2 separate regions of the Mus musculus genome follow, and region 1 is linked to region 2. Evidence: chromatin contacts called from public Hi-C data. All regions are on one chromosome and are shown on one strand. Each heading gives the region's core, a stretch centred on a gene start, on an enhancer-like site or on the middle of the called end of the contact. The rest is flanking DNA. Distances are from core to core; before and after follow the strand shown. Region 1 has its middle 22 kb from the start of Clec4n. Region 2 holds the start of Clec4a4 (C-type lectin domain family 4, member a4).

Region 1 (3,423 bases), core at 688-3,187, 220 kb after region 2:
TGTAAGGGTCACCCGGGTGGTACTGGTTTTGAAGGCATGAAGGGGGTCACGCAAAGCAGCTGAGGCTCGGCACTGTGAGAGGCCATGGAAGGCCATTGGTGAAGGTGCAGCCTCAGTTGCAATTGAAGGCCCAGGACTGAAGGGGTCATGCAGTGTTTTGGAGATGCCAGTACCATGAGATGACCACCAAGAGCAGCAGCAGCAGTGGAGTACAGGCATCTGGAGCCTAGAGGATGATGTGTGTGCTACAAAGGGCCTGGCTGGAGAAGTGACCCAAGCCCTTGGAGGAGCCCAGAAGATCGTGAGTTGGATCCCAGACATTGGACGGTTGGAGATTGACTTTTGCTTTTGATTGTGACTGTGCCCTGATATTTTCCCTCTTGAAGGAAGAAACTGTTTTAGTGGAGCCCACAGTTAAGAGACTTTTAATTGTAAAAAGACTTTGAATTTAAAGAGATTGAAATTTTAAGAATATGTAAAGACTGTGGGACTTTTAAAGTTATTTAGATCTTGGGGATGAATAAGATTGTAAGGGTTGAGGCTTACTAGTGATGTTTTTGTGTGTCAAGTTGACAAGGGGTCAATTGTACTAGCTAGTTTTGTGTCAACTTGACACAGCTGGAGTTATCACAGAGAAAGGAGCTTCATTTGAGGAAATGCCTCCATGAGATCCAACTGTAAGGCATTTTCTCAATTAGTGATCAAGGGGGAAAGGCCCCTTGTGGGTGGGACCATCTCTGGGCTGGTAGTCTTGGGTTCTATAAGAGAGCAGGCTGAGCAAGCCAGGTGAGGCAAGCCAGTAAAGAACATCCCTCCATGGCCTCTGCATCAGCTCCTGCTCCCTGACCTGCTTGAGTTCCAGTCCTGACTTCCTTTGGTGATGAACAGCAGCATGGAAGTATAAGCCGAATAAACCCTTTCCTCCCCAACTTGCCTCTTGGTCATGATGTTTGTGCAGGAATAGAAACCCTGACTAAGACAGTCCTTTAAGGAAAATTCAGATATACAGGATGGTGCTATTCTCATTTTATTGTACTATGTATGGATCTTAGTATTTACTTCTATTTTATTTGACAGTTTGTGCCCTTCATCAACAAGTCAGAGATCTCAGCACCCAGTCTTTACAACCATGTATTCATTGCTCCAATTCCTGAGATAACTTAATAAGTTACTAAGTATGTAATTATAGTAATATTTTATAGATTATCTTTCCATTTAATTTCTCTAATGAGTTGCAGAAAGCACTAGCCCCAGCCACTAACATGCAGTGATTCCTGGTTTGTGTGTTGTTTAATTAATCTTTAAGAATAATCATGGATTACAGTTTAGAGTTAGGTAAATAAAGAATGAAAACATAAGGCCCAACTTGTTAATGTAGCAACAATGATGATTAAAACACACCCATGTGAACTTGTATACTTCCTATAAAACATAAGAAATATTAAATATTCTTTATTAGATATTAAATGAAAACCTTGCTAAAATATCTTTAAGTACAAGGTAGCATCCTTTGACACAAGAAATTCTAAATTGGTGTAGAAAAAAATAATATAGACAATTACTCCTGTTTTTTCTAACATTTCATGTAGCAGGCTAATGGTGACAAACGGAAACCTACACAAGTCTTGCTCAGCCCTGAGCCAGTAAGTGAAGGAAAAATATCTGGTTGTGTCATGTGATACTTTCCTGAAGCAGGCTCATGTGATGTTTTGCTGAAGTAGACCCATGAAAGGACATGTGATAAAATCTTAGGAGAGATTAAAAGTAGGACACAACAAACAGTGATGGAATGCTTGCATTGTCTGCTGTGCAATGCTTAGTTGGTCTAGCTTCTTCATTGATCTTTATTGAAAGAGACAAGGCAGAGAACTTCTCTTGGTGTTATGACTGGTTATGTTCACTCCTGCTGACTCATGCTGAGTCAGTGGAAGCTTAGCTGTTTCTGCAGAATCATGCTGCCACTGCTGATTTGTGTTTGGTGGCATATTTGAGCTGGACTGTTGGTATCCTGACACTACTGAACTGGATTGCTGGTATCTGGACAATGGAGATTGGAATTGTCCCAAAGAAGTACTTCTAAAGAGGTGCAGATCCCCATTGTCCTATTACCATCTGCTCTCCTCTATCTTTATTTTAGAATGTGAGCTAAAAGGGGGATCAAAGTATTTGAGAACCCTTATGACTGTAGGTTTTAAAAATTTTAGGCCTTCAAGTCAGGCACATTTTTTCCAGTGTTCAGACTCTTTTATATAACCAGTTACATAAGTCAATGTGTGAAAAACAAACAAACAAACAAGCAAACAACCCTCCAGCAGCTTCTGAGGTGGCATTACTACCTTTGTGGAAAATTGAATGTTACTAATTAAGCCAAATTTTCCCTTTAGAAATGGGAAGCATGGTGGTTGTGCCATTTTGCAATTCTACCAGTTATTGAGGACTGTTTCTTTTTCTCCACATCCTTGCCAGCATGTGCTTGTTGTCATCTGAGGTTTTGGTCTTAGCCATTCTGATTGGTGTAAGGTGGAATCTCAGAGTTGTTTTGATTTGCATTTCCCTGATGACTAAGGACTTTGAACATTTCTTTAAGTGCTTCTCAGGCATTGGAGACAATTGGAGATTCCACTGTTGTGAATTCTCTGTTTGGTGCTATGCCCCCCCCCTTTTTTTTATTAGATATCTTCTTTATTTAAACTTCAAATGTTATCTCCTTTTCCAGTTTCCACCAACTCCTGGAAATCCCCTATCCCATCCTCCCTCCACCTGTTTCTATGAGGGTGTTCCTCCACTCACCCACCCACTCCCACCTCCCCACCCTTGATTCCCCTACACTGGGACATCTATCAAACCTTCATAGGACCAAGGTCCTCTCCTTTCATTGATGCTTAACAAGGTCATCATCTACTACATACGAAACTGGAGCCTTGTGTACTCCTTGACTTAGTCCCTGGGAGCTCTGGGGGGTATGGTTGGTTGATATTGTTGTTCTTCCTATGGGGTTGCAAACCCCTTCAGCTCCTTCAGTCCTTTCTCTAACTCCTCTACTGGGGACCCTGAACTCATTTCAATGGTTGCCTGCAAGCATCTGCCTCTGTATTTGTAAGGCTCAGACAGGGACTCTGAGGAGACAGCTATATCAGGCTCCTGTCAGCATGTACTTCTTAGCATCAGCAATAGTGTCTGGGTTTGGTAACTGTATATGGGATCAATCTCCAGGTGGGACAGTCTCTCGATGGCCTTTCCTTCAGTTTCTGCTCTACATTTTATCTCTATATTTGCTCCTATTAGTATTTTGTTTTCCTTCTAAGAAGTATACCTCATTTTTAAAATTGAGTTATTTGGTTTTTTTTTTTTGAGATATCTTCTTGAGTTCTTTATATATTTTGGATATTAACCCTCTACCAGAGGTGGGGTTAGTGAAGATTT
Region 2 (3,768 bases), core at 846-3,345:
AAAGATTATCACTTGGCAGTTTGAGATACAGATAATAAACATAGATTTGTTTTCACTCATAGATGTAGGTTAGAAATGCAGAAATCTGGGAAATAAAATGAAATTTGTGGCATTATATTAAAATGGCCATTATAGTGTGAACCCATGGTTTTCAGTGTGTTTGGATACAAAAGCAAGAGAAAAACCAATAAAAACTGTGTGTGTGTTTCTTATGCACTCTTTGCTTGTTATATGTAAAAGCATGGGAGTAGCTAGAGGAGATTCAAAGAAGGAAAGTATTTGGAAGAACTGAAGGTTGAGCTTGTGGCTATGAGCTGGAAGATGTCTGTGGGAGGGACTCAAATCATCCCAACTTTAGCAACTAATGTAAGTGTCCCCTCTTTTACACTGTGACCCATTTGATTTTCCAACAGTGCAGTGAACACTTAGCTCATGCTGAGGAGCATTAGGATTAAGAGAGACACAAGAAGAGAACAATGTCCTCCCACAAGCTACTATCCAGAGCTGTTTCAGGAGCTCTAGATGTGACCAATATCAAAGTGAGTGGAGAGTCCCCATGCAGGTAGTTATGTACCTGTGGCAGGAGGCAGAGTGTTCAGAGGATCAGCTTCAGAAGAAACAGGATATGAGCTTTGCCTTCCCAATACTGTAGGCAGCTGAGAGAAAAGTGGGATCCCACACAATGGTGAGGTGTCGCAGACCCTCTGATCCCTATGTCTGCGTGGAACGGGTCTCTAGTCGCAGGTGGGCAAAGCATTGGATGATATGACAGACAGATGTACACAGGAGAGGTTGTGTAGAATCTGAATGTATTTGTCAGGTTGAGCATCAAACTTTTTATAGTACAGAAAATACAAGGGTCGGAAGTCACAGCAGGCAAGGTACATTGAAGTTACCAGGTACAAAACAAAGGAATGACTTTAAAAGGATTTACAGGAACCAGGTAAATGTTTACAGTAAAGATAAAGCAGTCCTGTCTAGGGTCAGCTTAGTGACAGGCAAGGATTTTACACTTTAGTGTTATACCTGTGAACCTTGTGAAGGCTAGCACCAGGGGGTTCTGCTCTTGGCAGACCTCAAGAATAATGTAATATCACAACCCACCTAATTTCCTAGGCCTTGCTAAATTCTTATATGAGTGTAACTTTTAAGTATCTGGAGAATCTCCAGTTGTCAGGAGAATATACCAACTTGCTTTTAATATTCAATGTAGCCTTACTGAAGATTTCTATCTTGGAGAGATTCTCTGGCTCTTTCTGCAGACCAGTTGAGCCACTGGCTCTGTCTATTGTAATGCTTAATTAGTTACTGAATAGGCTAACTTCCTTACTGCCTTCTCACAGGATTTTAAGCTCTGGCCGCTTCTGGGATCTTGGAACACTGGGGAGACTAACTATAACATAATTTAATCTTAAAAGGTATTTATAATAAAATATTAAAAGAGAGCTCATAGATCCATACACCAGACTAACGCAGGAATAGAGTATATGGATAAACTCCAGGAGGTGAGCTTCCTTGAAACTCTCTGCCTTGTGAGTGGCTTTTAGGCTTCACAGTCTGTCAAGCTGACTCGACTGAAGTGCGTGGCAGTGAGGGACAACGATCCTCTAGAATGTGATATCACAATTTGTTTCTTCAGTCAAAATCAATGTCATGTCTTAAGTGTTTGCCCATTTTGTCTGGTTTTCCTTAAAAAAAAGGAAAACTGGTTTGCATATAGAACTGCGCGAGTTTATGTTTGCTGTGTCTTAGGATAGAGTTCTCTAATAGCATGGTTCCTCTTTTCTTCTCCTTCCTATTTCTTTTCTTCCCCCTTTGAGTTCCCACTTTGCAGTCCTTGCATACCTCGCTGAGTGGGTTTGAGGGCTACAATTCTTATTTTCTTGTATTAAGAGGTTGGATTTCCCCTGTGTGACCTGAGTGATTCCGTGCTGTGGTTTCTTGTTCTCATGTGGTTTAACCTAGTGAGACATGCCTCTTCTTTCATACAATTGTGTGACATGACAACCTGTTGCTGCAATTGGTTCTCACATACTACAGAGCCTTAGAGAGAGAATGAGTTGTGCTTTCTGAGGGAGGCAGGTCTTTTCTTGAAATGGCTTCAGAAATCACTTATGCAGAAGTGAGGATCACGAATGAATCCGACTCCTTGGACACCTACTCAAAATGTCCTGCAGGTAAAACAAAACAAAAGGAAACAAAACCACCTTTCTGTACTTATGTAGACTGGAGGATAAAGGAATGGCCACTAGCAAAGTTAGGTGGTATTTGTGAATGATTCTTTGAGCGCTCCCATCTGGTATTTTACTGGAGTCTTAGTTGTTTAAACTATTTGTAGATCAACTTGAAGAGCTGGACAGTTTTATAGTGGGAAGGAAAAGCTTTCTCAGAATGTTTTTTGCTCTTGCCATTTACAGAAACTAAACCTTGAATCTTGCTGCATTTACTGCTCTATACAAATGAGCATAAATACATTTTTTTTCTGAAAATGAAGTCATATTGTTTAATAGTGATCTCTACCTTCTATGTTTGACAGTATTTTGTAACTTCATGAAAACTGTTTCTGTGTTGAGATTTTATCTTGAAGGAACTTTTTCATTTATACTATAGATCACAGAAGAACCTCTCACTTGATGGCTAGTTGCTGTGCCACTAAATTGTACCTTCCTCCATGAAGTTTCCAGCCATGTGGTGGTGGCTAGCAGACAGACATTATGCTAAAGTGATGGACTATGAATAGAAATATTTATCTGTTATTGTATATGTGTCTTTAATATTTTGGCAGTTTGGAAGTTATTTATGTATACAGTGCTGAATCTATAATAAAGAACACTAAGAAAACATAGTGAAATGAAAATGTATTTACAATACTAATGTAAAGAAAAGTTGTAGGCCAGGTGGCACTATTTATGTTGGGTCATCATGCAGGAAAACACTTTATATGCACATACTTTAAGATTTACTGCAAGGGCCAGGATTGGCCTAATTCCAGCACTGAGGAGGCAGAGGCAGGAGGATCACTGAAGATTTGAGCCCAGTCTGGTCTACATAATGAGTTGCAGACCATCCAGTACTACACAGTGAGATCCTACCTCATTACACTTCCCTTCACACACACACACACACACACACACACACACACACACACACACACACACACACCTCCATGAAAGGCTATGAACCAAGTATTTTCATATATATATATATATATATATATATATATATATATATATATATATATATGTACATATATATACATATATACACATATATATGTATATACACACACATATATATTTTTCAGATCTCAAAATATTAATATCAGTTATTTCAACAGTGTAAGTTTGTGCTTTTATTTTTCTGTTACTTGAAATGTTCATACTATTAGTAAATTATGTATCCTAGACAAAATGGGAAAAAAGAAGTGTGGAAAAGAAGAAACAAGGATGGACTTATTTCTCATGAAATGAATGTGCTTCTCCTTCTAGCTCCCAGAGAGAAACCTATCCGTGATCTAAGAAAGCCTGGTTCCCCCTCACTGCTTCTTACATCCCTGATGCTACTTCTCCTGCTGCTGGCAATCACATTCTTAGTTGCTTTTATCAGTAAGTATCCTGCACACATCAATGGGCCTTGTCTGCCTTAGATGAAGACAGGTTCCACTCTAGCAGTTGGCATTTAATGGAAATATGAAGAAGAAATATTCTTTGGTGAAAATTAAAATCACATTCATGAGTGTCTGTGTGGGACTGTCTTTATTAGGCTAAG

What was found. Hi-C and Micro-C count contacts between places; a contact is called where the count stands out from the background.
Region 1: a Hi-C map of bone marrow-derived macrophages shows a contact between it and region 2, with 20 read pairs. The contact joins the enhancer-like site here to the promoter of Clec4a4 in region 2. A contact is called at or near these places in 1 of 39 promoter capture datasets (macrophages), 1 of 484 Hi-C or Micro-C datasets (bone marrow-derived macrophages) and 4 of 9 other capture datasets (adipose tissue, liver, macrophages and 1 more).

Annotation. Positions count from the first base shown.
Region 1 is chr6:123,205,729-123,209,151 of GRCm38.p6, forward strand. No RefSeq gene overlaps it. Among named protein-coding and RNA genes, the nearest start is that of Clec4n, 22 kb to the right of the region's middle. Within about 2 kb of position 1,938, at least 21 of the 459 cell types and tissues checked have an H3K27ac peak or open chromatin away from gene starts, as enhancers often do. A contact at or near this core is called in bone marrow-derived macrophages, where this site is marked.
Region 2 is chr6:122,988,272-122,992,039 of GRCm38.p6, forward strand. It overlaps Clec4a4 (C-type lectin domain family 4, member a4), which reads left to right and starts at 2,096. Exons shown (of 6, transcript NM_001005860.2): 1 at 2,096-2,177; 2 at 3,489-3,605. The coding sequence starts at 2,096.